Linked DNA regions of Macaca mulatta: region 2 is linked to region 1. A link is a contact called in public Hi-C data. All regions are on one chromosome and are shown on one strand. Each heading gives the region's core, a stretch centred on a gene start, on an enhancer-like site or on the middle of the called end of the contact. The rest is flanking DNA. Distances are from core to core; before and after follow the strand shown.

Region 1 (6,146 bases), core at 766-3,265:
CGTTGGACCTCTCCTGCCTTATTGGAGTTCTTTCATCCCATGTTTCCACCACACCTGCTTTACTGAAACACTTTCGCACCTTGCTTTACTGAAACACTCTCTCATCTCTTCTCTCTTCCTCCCCTTCTTCTTCTTCTTCTTCTTCTTCTTCTTCTTCTTCTTCTTCTTCTTCTTCTTCTTCCTCTTCCTCTTCCTCTTCTTCTTTTTCTTTCCTCTCTTTCTTTCTCCTCTCTTTCTCTCCCTCTTCCTTCCTTCCTTCTCTCTCTCTTTTTTTTCTTTCCTTCCAGAGTCTTGCTTTGTCACCCCACTGCAGCCCCAACTTCCTGTGCTCAAGTTATCCTCTGCCCTCAGCTCCCTGAGTAGCTTGAACTACAGGCATGAACCACCATGCCTGACTGATTTTTTACATTTTGTTTTATAGAGATGGGCTCTCATTATGTTGCCCAGGCTGGTCTTGAACTCCTGAGCTCAAGCAATCCTTCCATCTTGGTCTCCTAAAGTGCCAGGATTACAGGAGTGAGCCACTGTGACTGGCCTACTGATGCACTTTCTACCAGCTTCACCACTCCTTTTCAGTGAGATGGGGTTTTTTTGTTCGTTTGTTTTATTTTGCATATCTTCTCACCTTACAATCAAATGTTGATCTCTAGGCTACTGTCCTTGGTCCTGGACTCAACCTACACAATTTCCCTGGGAAAACAAATCAATTCCTATTGTTTTAATGGCCATTTTTTTGCTGATGACTCTCACATTTAAATCGTTAGCCTTCAATTCTCTACTAAACTCCAGACCTCATGTCTCCGGTTGTCCCCTGAATATCTTCTCCACCTACATGTTACTGAGCCTTCCAAAGTCTTAGATCTATTCTCAGTTCTTCTCCTTGGGATGACTGTATTTTACATGTAGGAAGGAAGATGAACTGAATATTTAGTAGCCAGAAGGGCAGATGATGGCACTCCTATATGTTGTTTATTTCTGTTTCTCCTCTTTCTGAACACATGGTAGAATTGCATTTCCTTGCTTTTTGAAACTGGTGTGTCATGTGACTAGTTTTAGCCAGTGAAATGTGTGTCCCTTCTAGGCAGAAACCTCTGAAACCTTGTACTCAAATAATTTTATTCTTTTCTCCTTGTACATTCCAGAGGGAAGAGGCTCCACCAGCTTACATCCTTAAGTGAAGATGATGTAGAGCCGACCTCACACCAACCAAAAATGGATATAGGGCATGAGTGAAAAATAAGCCTTTGCTATTTCAAGCCTGTGAGATTTTGGAGTTATTTGTTACCACCAAATAGCCCAGCACATCTGACTGATTTAAGATTCAAAACCAAACTCATTATTTTTTTCCTGCACATCATGAACAGAATAAAACAACACAAGAGAACCTCACCTGCTCTTTATCCTATGCTCCCTGTTTTCTGTGTCTGTGTTTGAGCCATCACCATTTACTCACTTAACCGGGCTAGAAACCTGGGAATATATCCAGACTCCACTTTCAAGTCCACCTACATTTTATGACTCAAGTAATTCTTCAGGTTCTATTTCCTAAGTATCCTTCAAATCCATTGCTTCATCTCCATTCTTAGTGCACATCTTACTATCTCTTGCCCAGACTATTACAGTGGCTGTTTAAATGGACTCCCTGTCTCTAGACTTTCCTAAATCCATTTTCCATATGACTGCCAGAGTGATTTTTATAAAATGCCATTCCACTTTCCTGCTTAAAATCTTTCATCAGTGCTTACAGAATAAAGTCAAAATGACTTAGCATAGCATTTTAGGCTCTTGATAGTCCAAACCCTTTCTATCTCTTCAGCATCTCTGCTCCAGAGATATCCAGTTCCTTTTCCTCCCACTCCTGAACAACCCAGACAATACCATTCTTTGATTAATCCTTCCAAAAATATCAACTTAGATTTGATTTACTCTAAGAAGGCTTTCCTGGTTATGCCAAACAGACTTAATTTCCTCCCACCTATCTGCCTAAAATGAGCTTTTACTATTGAATGTGTCACTTTAATTTTTTTTTTTTTTTTTTTTTTTTTGCTTATGTGTTTATTGTAGTGGCCAGAGTTTGTAATAATTGTAGTCTTCTCAAGGTTAGGAGGAATACCTTACTGTCCTTATCTGGAAAGCACAGTAGTTAGCACATTACAGCCACCTCAAAAAGATTTTTTTTATTTTTTATTTTTATTTTAAGTTCTGTGGTACATGTGCAAGATGTGCAGGTTTGTTACATAGGTAAACATGTGCCATGGTGATTTGCTGCATCTATCAACCCATCACCTAAGTATTAAGCCCAGCATGCATTAGTTATTTTTGCTAATCCTCTCTCTCCTCCCACCCCAACCACTGACGGGCCCAGTGTGTGTTTTCTCCCTGCCTGTGTCCAGGTGTTCTCATTATTCAGCTCCCACTTCCAAGTGAGAACATGCAGTAGTTTGGTTTTATGTTCCTGCATTAGTTTGCTGAGGATAATGGCTTCCAGCTTCATCCATGTCCTTGAAAAGGACATGATTTTGTTCCTTTTTATGGCTGCATAGTATTTCGTGTTGTGTATGTACCACATTTTGTTTATCCAGTCTATTACTGATGGGCATTTGGGTTGATTCCCTATGTTTGCTATCGCAAATAGTGCTGCAATGAACACATGCATACAAACATTATGCATGCATCTTCGTAAAATAATGATTGATATTCCTTTGGGTATATACCCAGCAATGGGATTGCTAGGTCAAATGGTATTTCTGGTTCCAGGTCTTCGAGGAATCACCACACCATCTTCCACAATGATTGAACTAATTTACATTATGGAAGGGAAATAATAAGACATTTTATCAGAAAGGTTAACATCTGTTAAGGCCTTATATTTTTTACAGAGCTTAAAATCTGTTGAAGGCTTACTATATGTCAGGCACTGCAAAATGCATTCTATAAGCTTTATTTTATTTAGCCTAACAATAGCTGTACGGGATGGAGACATGCGTTAGGTGTCTATCCTTACCGATTTTCTTATCAGAAGCAACCCAAATCTCACCTTCCTGGCAGATAGATCATTATAGGCTCTTAGCTATTATTATAACTAAATTATTTTCCTATGCAGTAGCTGAATGAAGAGCAGAGACAACTATAGTTTACAATCAAGATTTTTGTCTAAACTTTTAAGAGAAAGTCCAGTTTCATTATTTAAAACATTTTGAAAAAAATCATAACATTTATATATCATCTTTCCCTCGATGCATAACACTTTTTACAAAGTTTAGTGGTAGATAAGTGAGGGGTAACTCAAATCAGAGAAACAGGGGTGCAGACATTTGATTAACTTGTCTCACATCATAACTTTTCAAGATTTCATTATCATTCCACAACACCTGCCCTCAAAAAAGAATTCTGTAATTACCATTGAGTGACAAAATACCAAGTAGTGATAGAGGTGTATAGACGAACTCAAAAGTCATTGTAGAAGGATACTGATAAAATATTGGGAAAAATCACAAAAGACACGAGAAGATAATTTAGAGTTATATGCGCAAATCACATGACTCCAGTCTCTGGCTCTCTTAGCCAGAACACTGAATCTTTTACAATTTACCTCTTGTTGCCAATAATTTTCTATTATCGTCAGATAATAATAGGCTGACGTATGAACCTAGTTTATCAACACATTTTTTTTAAAAACTGACATTCCTTTCTTAAGGAGTCCATCCATTCACCCAATTAAAAAAAAATTGTTCCAGGAAGAGGAATTAAGTTCATTCCTTTGAATTCTAGTCTGCATCCCAGCTTTTAGAACAGGGGATGCAGAACCAGTTGATTTGCCACAGGTCAAGCAAGTCCTGAGTTTCCAGTGAATCAAGCAATTAACCAGTTACTTGGCCTTTTTGCAGAAATACACAAAACGTGTAGACTCGCTTAATTCCGTCTCCTCTTCACACGGAAATTGGCTGCTCGGGCGAATGTTGTTTTTCACCGCAGCCATGTGTCGAAGGGCGATTAACATTCGCTCGACAAAACCCCATCCCGGGCCATCTGGAAGTTGCACGCGTTCACACCCGGGGCTCAGCCTGGTGCGCCTTCACGCGCAGCCTTTTTGTTTATGCGGTTAGCAGGGGAGAGGGGCGGAGAGGGAGCGAACCTCTCAATGTGCAGCAGGCCGCGAGGGCTATATAAAGCTCGGGTCTCGGACCTACTGGAACTGGCCAAGATTGCCCGCGAGCTGGCAGCGGCCTTCCGCCAGTCTCCGCGGCGCCATGGAGACCGCAAGAGGCGCAGAGGGCACAGAGTGTGGAGCCGCGGCGTGCATGGCCACCGACCGCACTACGCGGCGCGCGGCCGCAGACTCCGGGTAGGCTTCTCCGCGCTGCTCTGTGCCTCCCAGCTTCCCCTGTCCCTCTCGCCTGCGCCTCCCCAGCTCCTCCCCTCCACTCTCCATCCCCCACCCCGCGGTGCCAGCGCTCGGCTTCGGTGGATTCTCCCGGGTCTGGGCTCACGTCTCCTCTGCGCGCCTTGTGCTATCCATCCCGCAGATACGCGGGCTTCTGGAGACCCTGGGTGGACGCCGGAGGCAAGAAAGAAGAGGAGACGCCGAACCACGCCGCGGAGGCGGTGAGTGAGCCACGCGTCTCAGGCCGCGCCTCCCACGGGTGCAGAAGATTGACCAGGGCTCTTGGGACGCAGTGCCGGAGAGAGACATGCGAGACACTGGTCCTGCCTCTCGCTTAACATCCTGCCTGCCACTGGCCATAACGGTGCCGACGCGGCGGATGTGTCCTCTGGAGCGATGGGCCACAGGCACCCAGCCAGGAGCGAGGCTGCTGAGAGCCCTGGGGTTACATTCCCAGCGGGCACGAGGAACACTGGGTCGTGCACATTTCCACTTTCTAGAAGGAGGTGGGTGATAACTGGATTCACTTCCTTTCCTCTTCAGATGCCCGATGGCCCTGGAATGACCGCAGCTTCAGGAAAGCTTTCGCAATTCAGGCACCCAGTCAGGTGAGTGACAGGCCTCCCCAAAGGTCTCCCGCTCCTCCAGCCCCAGGGAGGAGCCAGGGGCATCGCACAGCCCAGCTCCGCAGCTGGTCCTGCAGCCTCTCTCTCTCTGAAAATCTGGCTTCAAGGTTACTTATCTTCTCACTCGCAGAGATCCGTTACTCATCAAATTGAAAAAGGTAAGGGCTCACGGTTTCACGTAAAGGGACCATTGATCAATACATATTCAATGAACTTGATGAATATATTACGAAGAGGGAAAGGGGATGCTATGGTAAAAGAGCGGTGACATCTTGTGCTGGCAAAACAGTTTTTGTTTTTAAATCCTAAAGGGTTCGAATGAAACTGACTTGGCATCAGGCAGTGTGTATGCTGCTTTTGTCTTGCAATCTGCAAGGAAGAATGGGATTAGCAGTTACAGTCTTAGAGCAAATCAAGTTTGCCGTGTAGGAGAAAATAGAAATGCAATGAAAATCCTAAAGATTACTGAGGGTGGTTATAGAAAGGGTCAAAAGTTATTTAACATGAGGAGCTAGTTCACTGTTCCTAGCCACTTCAGGAAGTCAGCCTTTATCTAAGATTCTTTGTCACTTTTATCAGGTGAAATGTTAATAATTCTGCAGTTTTCCTGCCTCCTAGAGCTGTTAAATGAAGAGCTGAATGATGTTTGTAAAGTGCCCGTGGTGATAAATAGCACATAGAATTCATTACATCTAATTTCCTACCATGTACTAGCACTAGTGAAGCATACAGAAAAAAGTCGTCAAAGCACATGGCAAGTGTTGTAATGGAGTTTAGTTTGGTTAGTTTTACAAGTATGGGCATGGCACGAAGTGCCTAAATCTGTGAGTGGTAGGGGGAAGGGTCAGGGAAGTGTATATTATAAGTAGTGATTACCTGGCTGAGTCTTGGAGAAGTTAATCAGATGAATGGGAAGTGGGAGCAAAAGAAATAGCACTGGAAAAGAGAAGCAGGATCATGAAACAGTGTGGCTCCTTGTGGGAACTCCAAGGAGTTTAGGTGTGTGAAGTTGTGGTCATTTCAGCAGGGTAATCAGATGCCAGATCTTGTATACTCTTTTACAGAGTTTTGTCTTGATCCTGTTTGTAGTGTTGGGAACCCATGGGCTTTATTCCGAAGGTAGTCTTGGGGGTTAT
Region 2 (6,107 bases), core at 3,325-5,824, 140 kb before region 1:
TTATCATTTAAACCAGTACCTTAATATTAAATTCATATTTCATAAGGATTTTGAGCCCAATTAATCCAATACCTCTAAAAAAAAAATGACAGAACCATAAATCTATTTTAACGATCTTCCAATCTAAACTCCAAACTAAAAAGTTATACACAAACCAAACTAATAATAAATTGGAATTGTTTTTGTTTCAAATCCCCACACTCGACATTTTGTGCTCTTTTTCTCCAAACCAGTATTTAATATTTTCAGAACTAAAACACCAACTACTTGAGAATGCTTCAGTGCCTATAGAGAAACTTAATTATGTGTTTGCACGTTTTAATAACAACTCACTTTTATAACTGGTGTTTACTGAAAACCTGTGAATAAATTACTGAGATAGTTTACTGTTTTTTTAAAGGAACTTCACAAAGAATTCTGAGCAAAGATGTCCTCTTAATAATGCATGTAACATATATATTCAGGTTTTCCATATCATCTTTTCTTAGAATAGTACATATTAATAATGTGATACCTATGTCTCCAAATTCCACCCAAAAGTTGGTTTTAAGTAGATGTTTTATTTTATGACTTACTAGAAAAGCAAAACATTAAAAAGAAAAACCACTAAGCAATACTCCTCAGTGCTTGGATTTTGGTCATTGTTTTACGCAACAGAATTAAAATTTTTTCATTCAATTTTTTTCATGACAGAATTAAAATTTTTTCATGCATATTATAAAGACTGCAATATGTATGCAGATTTTCATGCTCAATTCCACAGAAAGCTATCCAAGCAAGGTGAGTGTTTTGAGATTAGACCATTTAGGTTAATATGGTTCATTTTCTCTCCTCTCTCAATAGAGTATATTACTGAACTACAGATGGCAGTTAAGTGCACTGGTTAAAAGCTATGCAAGTTTGGCCAGGGGAAGTGGTGGCTCACTCCTGTAATCACAGCACTTTGGGAGGCCAAGGTGGGTGCATAACCTGAGGGAAAGAGTTCAAGACCAGCCTGGCCAACATGAAGAAACCCCATCTCTACTAAAAAAACACACAAGAATTAGCCAGGTGTGGTGGTACACGCCTGTAAGTCCCAGCGACTCAGGAGGCTGAGGCAGGAGAATTACTCAAACCCGGGAGGCTGCAGTGGGCCGACAATGCACCACTGCACTCCAGCCTGGGTGACAGAGCGAGACTCCATCACACAAAGAAAAAAAAAAAAAAAAAGCCATGAAAGTTAATTACCCTCCCTGAACCCATTAAGTGGTGAAAGATTAATAATATAAAGCTCAGTGCCTGCTATATAGTAACTGCTCAATAAATGTTCAGCTCTTACGACCATTCATATTATTAATTCAACACCAGTTCCTATTTCAGCTGCTTTCTTTTATAACATGGAATCTCTTCCCCCTATTTTCCACATCTTAGAAATCATATTGGAAAACCTCCTACCTTCAAAATTTTCAAAAGACTTTTCCACTAAAATACTAATGTGACTAAATATTTAGATCTGGAGAAGTCGGTCTTTATCTGAATGATGTTTTAATGAACTGTTCAAACCTGTGAATGTTCTCTGAAATATATCAGTATACTGATTTATCATTTTCATTATAGACCAGCATGTAGCAAATTCATAACCTATACCTTTTTATTATGAGGATTTTCTAGACTGATACACACCTTTAAGACATGAATCATCCTTCTAGAGTTGGGGAAACTGATGGGAAAATGGCTAAATGATTCAGCATGCTGCAGCAAAGTGAGCTGGTCATAAATTTACAATTTCCACTTCTGTTAGGTGCCCTGGCCCTGGTGGCCTCTTTCATCTTGTACTGCACATATAACATATAATACTGTAATCAACAAATTTTGTTAAACATTCCCTTGGGAAAGGCATAATGGTACTTTCTCCTCAGATCAGCTTCTAGAAACAAAATTATTCAATTCTATGAGACAACAGGTTCAGAAGGCTAGACCAACTCTTACAACGTCCAGTTGTAAGCTCCACCAAGCTTGACTTATGCAGATAACAGGGCGAGAGTGAATTCTGACACTGGTACCACTTTCTCAGCTGCACAAAGGAGATAGTAGGGAAAAGACCTCAGGCCAAAAAAACCCAGAAGATGAGCAAAGGAAGCCAGCTGAGGAAATGGTTATGGCCATACCTGTGTCTCTCATGCCAACACTGACCTTTACCAAAAACATCACAATAGAACAGAAGATCCTAAGCAGGTCAAGAGAACTAAATAGCAACTGCTGAACATACACTCATATAGCCTGACTTATGAGGAGCCTCACCACCCAAAGCAGGTGAAAGCCTTTTTCTTTTCTAAGTGCCTCTGTTTATCCTTCAATGACGAAAGATTTACTGTTAATTAAGGTATTTCAGAAATGTACAGATTCCAGAGTAGAATAAAGCCTTTTCCATCAAATAACCAGTTACAAAAACAACATTAAGAATTAAATGTTTCCATCTAAAATTGCACCATCTCAGATGCTGGGGAAGTACATCCATTTTGTGACCATAGCATAGTCATCTCACCCAGCATTTTCTGAGAATGGGACAAAATGTACCAGAATGTGTAAAATGAAATTGCCATAGCTATTAAGTCCAATTTCCTCATTCAGTATCTTGAATTCATTTGTTTGGTATGGTAACATACACACATACACACACTCTCTCACAAAAAAAATCCTCAGGAGCAACACTGAAAAAGATGATACTATCTTAGAATTATCTGAAATGTATTTAGGAAAGAACTAGGGTGACAAGTTTGACCTTCCATAAATTCATCTTTTTTTTTTTTGACTGTGCAACCTCTAATTTCCTCTAATTTGGAGAAGGGAGGGTGGGTGGAGAAAGAAAAAAAGGTGCAAAACATCTAATTCAGAGTGTACAATCTGTGTGTGTGTGTGTATATACACATAATGTGTGTGTGTGTATTTTTCCCCCTTCACCAAGACCTTGGAGTTAAATAAGAGGAAAAAATGGCTCACAAGACAAGGTTTCAGGACTAACCCAAGGGAACACCTCCACAGCTGGAGAATTTCAGCTCAGGGGCAACCTGGCTGGGAATATCAGAGGCCGCAGCATTATCGACCAAGAGCACAGGCCGCACCACCAGCATCCCAGGCGCCTCTGCCGTGCGCATGTCCCTCTTATATAAAGAGATGCTTACAGTCCAGGTGCTTTTTCTTGGGGCCCATCACTTCATGAGTAGTGGCTTTGCAGACCGCTCTCGCTACAGCAGAGCCTGTCACGCTGTACTGAGCGGCGGCGATCCGATCCGTGAGCGTTTGGCCCGACATCTTCTCTGGTCGCGTCTACCACCTCCTCTTCTGCAGGAAACAAGGGGAGACGGTCCGGCTTTAATCCGCAGACCCTCCCCTCCAAGCACCCAGGCCTTGCCTCCTCCAGCCGCGCGGCGGCTCTCTCCTCCTCCATCCCCACCCTGGCACCACCTCTTGGAGCCAGCAACGCGCCAAGCCCCGCTCCTGCGATGCGGTCCAGGGAGTCTTGGCCGTGAGTGGGGCAGTCACGGAACCCCAGCGTGGGCTCCAGTCTCAGCATCGTGACACCGTCCCCATTCTCCCCCAACCCCCACACAGGACCAGACTCGCCCCCTGGGGACCCCCCTGTCAATCAGCACTTTCCCCGCAACCTGACACGCGGGTGCTGCGCTAGCCACGACGTGCGTCCGGGTTATTCCCTGGGCGCCGCACCCACCGGTGCCCACCTCCCACCTTCGCAGACTTTCCTCCTAGCAGCCTGCAGGCTTCGGGGAATGCATCGGCTACCCAACCCCTGGCTGCCTCCCTCCTCCTCCTCGCGCTGCTGCAGCAAAGGGCTCGTCCTCCCTCAGTCGCGAAGGAGATTATCCTAGCATTGCGCCATGTTATGCCCTCGCTTCCCCTTCCTTCCCCGCCGCCGGCTCCAAAGCCTCGCCGAGGCCGATAGCCCGGGCCCCTTCCCCCCCGGTCTCCAAATTCCTGCCGCAGGGGCCGCCCGGGAGCGCTGCGGAGGCGCCGGAGTCTTGGGGCACCTCACCCTTCCCGGATTTGGAGCGGAGCCGGGCTGACAGCGCAGCCCAGCCCCCCCGCCCGCCCTGGAGCGCTCCGCGGAGCTGTCACCCGGCCGCTGCCCTTCTCCGTACCCTGGGATTATCCTCTGTGGATCCCCGCGCGGCCCTGGCGCGGGGAGGGGGCCGAGTACGGCCGCGGGTACTCACCCCGCCCCTGAGCGGCGCCGCCCGCCGCAGGATGAGCGGAGCCCGGGCAGCTGAGGGAAGCCGCGCTGGTGGGTGTGTGCGACCGCGCGCAGACCCGGTGCCCCTGGGCGCAAAGTCTCCAGCCCTGGCCGGGCCCCGCTCCTCAGCTCCGCGGTCCCGACACCCGCCGCCCCTGGCCCCAGAAGCCAGTACCCGCCCGCCGCCGCCTCTTCTGCAAGCGCCGCCGCGTCTCTCTAGCGCTCCAAGCTGCGTCCCCATCCCCGCCCCCACCTCAGCTGTGGCTCCTCCGACGAGTCAGGTGACGGCGGCGGACAAACCCGGACGAGCCCTCGGCGGAGTGCCTCGCGGCCCCCTCCCAGCTACTCACACACACCGCCCCCCGGGGCTGGGAGCTTAAAGGCGAGGGGGCGCCTCGCGCAAGCATCCCCGGCAAGCGGGAGGGGAGAAGAAGGAGGCGGGGAGGCGAGGAGGCCGACACCCACCCAGCTCGCCGCTCTCCGCTGGGCTCCTGGCCGCCCCGCCGATGCTGGCTCCGCACCCGGCACGCACTGGGAGCGCGCACCGCGCACACCTGCCCGCCTACTGCTGGGGGCGCCCTGGGCGGTGGGGGCGTTGGCCAAGCCAGGCGAGTGGGCTTCTCGGGTTCTACTCGGTGAAGGCCAAGGCAAGGGCGTCGTCGCGCGCTGCCTGGCGAAGCCCAGCCCCTTCTCCCCCACACTGTCGCTGACACGCCCGCCTGTCAAAGGCGCCCAGGCCCAGATGAGCAGGGTGATTTTAAATGTCAGATCCTGCCGGCCATCCGCGACCGTTACCTGTGCGTCTTCAGCTCCTCAGGCTCCTCCGCTTGTCTCAGTTACAACTGGGAGCCCGGGTGGGCCGGTAATTCTAGCCACTTTAGTCTTAAAGGGATACTGAGGTCTGCTGAAGGGCGAATAATTAACAGCCATTAATCGAGTCCCAGGTTACCTTCGACAGTAATCATTTGAGTGCATAAGGATAAACCCTTCGTACCCTTTAAAAGTAATTCTGCCAGTTGAATATAGTGTTGGAACATCCGTCAATTGAATATCAAGTGTATACTTGAATAGTAAGCAGGAATTTCTAAACAGGGATGTGGAGTTGGTTAATAGCTTCACATGTTGACATTTTCAAAGGTTGTTATTTATGTTCAACTTTTTTTTTTTAATTCTCACAGTAGCATGAAGATCAAAACTATATTTGTGAACTTTCCTGGCATTTTTCCCCCTGGCTTCTGGTGGCTTCTGCTCAGCCTTGAAGCCATGTATGGATACCTATCAATCTCAAGGTTTTGTTATATATTCCTCTCTTTCACCTGGTTCAGTGTTCAGTATGCAGTCATGATTTCCTGACTGTTGAGAATGATTCTAGCACTAATTGGAAGCTTAATGACTAAAGAGAGACAGCTTAAGAGCACCATTGTCTCAAATACTAGTTTTACTGTATTTACGGGGGAAATAACGCAATTCTATTTAAAAAACAACAACAACAACAACAAAAAACTTATACTCCAGTTTTATAGCAGCTTAATATAATGGTCCCAGACTGGAGGAAAGCCAAATGTTATTCTACTAGCAAATGAATAAACAAGACATGGTATATCCACATAATGGAATACTACTTAGCAATAACAAGAAACAAACTAATACCATTCATGAATCTCAAATGCATTAGATGAAAGGAAAGAAGCTCAATCAAAAAATCTACTTATTATTTTGATTTCATTTATGTGACATTCTGGAAAAATCAAAACTATAGAAACAGAAAACATACCAGGTGCCAAGTCAGGTGATGGTGGCATTGAGGGAGGGGCCTGCAAAGGGGTAGAAGGAAACTTTTTGGAGAGATGGAAGTATTTTGTATCATGACGGTGATGAT

Evidence for each region. A called contact is a pair of places that touch in the nucleus more often than the background predicts.
Region 2: a contact with region 1 is called in a Hi-C map of fetal cortex germinal zone, with 2.3 times the contacts expected there. The contact joins the promoter of SNAP91 here to the promoter of RIPPLY2 in region 1. A contact is called at or near these places in 2 of 14 Hi-C or Micro-C datasets (fetal cortex germinal zone and fetal cortical plate).

The regions. Positions count from the first base shown.
Region 1 is chr4:101,975,860-101,982,005 of T2T-MMU8v2.0, reverse strand. It overlaps RIPPLY2 (ripply transcriptional repressor 2), which reads left to right and starts at 2,015. Exons shown (of 3, transcript XM_077999712.1): 1 at 2,015-4,605; 2 at 4,928-4,992. The coding sequence starts at 4,097. The coding sequence ends at 4,949.
Region 2 is chr4:102,118,795-102,124,901 of T2T-MMU8v2.0, reverse strand. It overlaps SNAP91 (synaptosome associated protein 91), which reads right to left and starts at 4,574. Exons shown (of 30, transcript NM_001266001.2): 1 at 4,482-4,574; 2 at 3,162-3,321. The coding sequence starts at 3,291. LOC144340325 (a long non-coding RNA gene) reads left to right here and starts at 4,810. Exons shown (of 3, transcript XR_013416310.1): 1 at 4,810-5,090.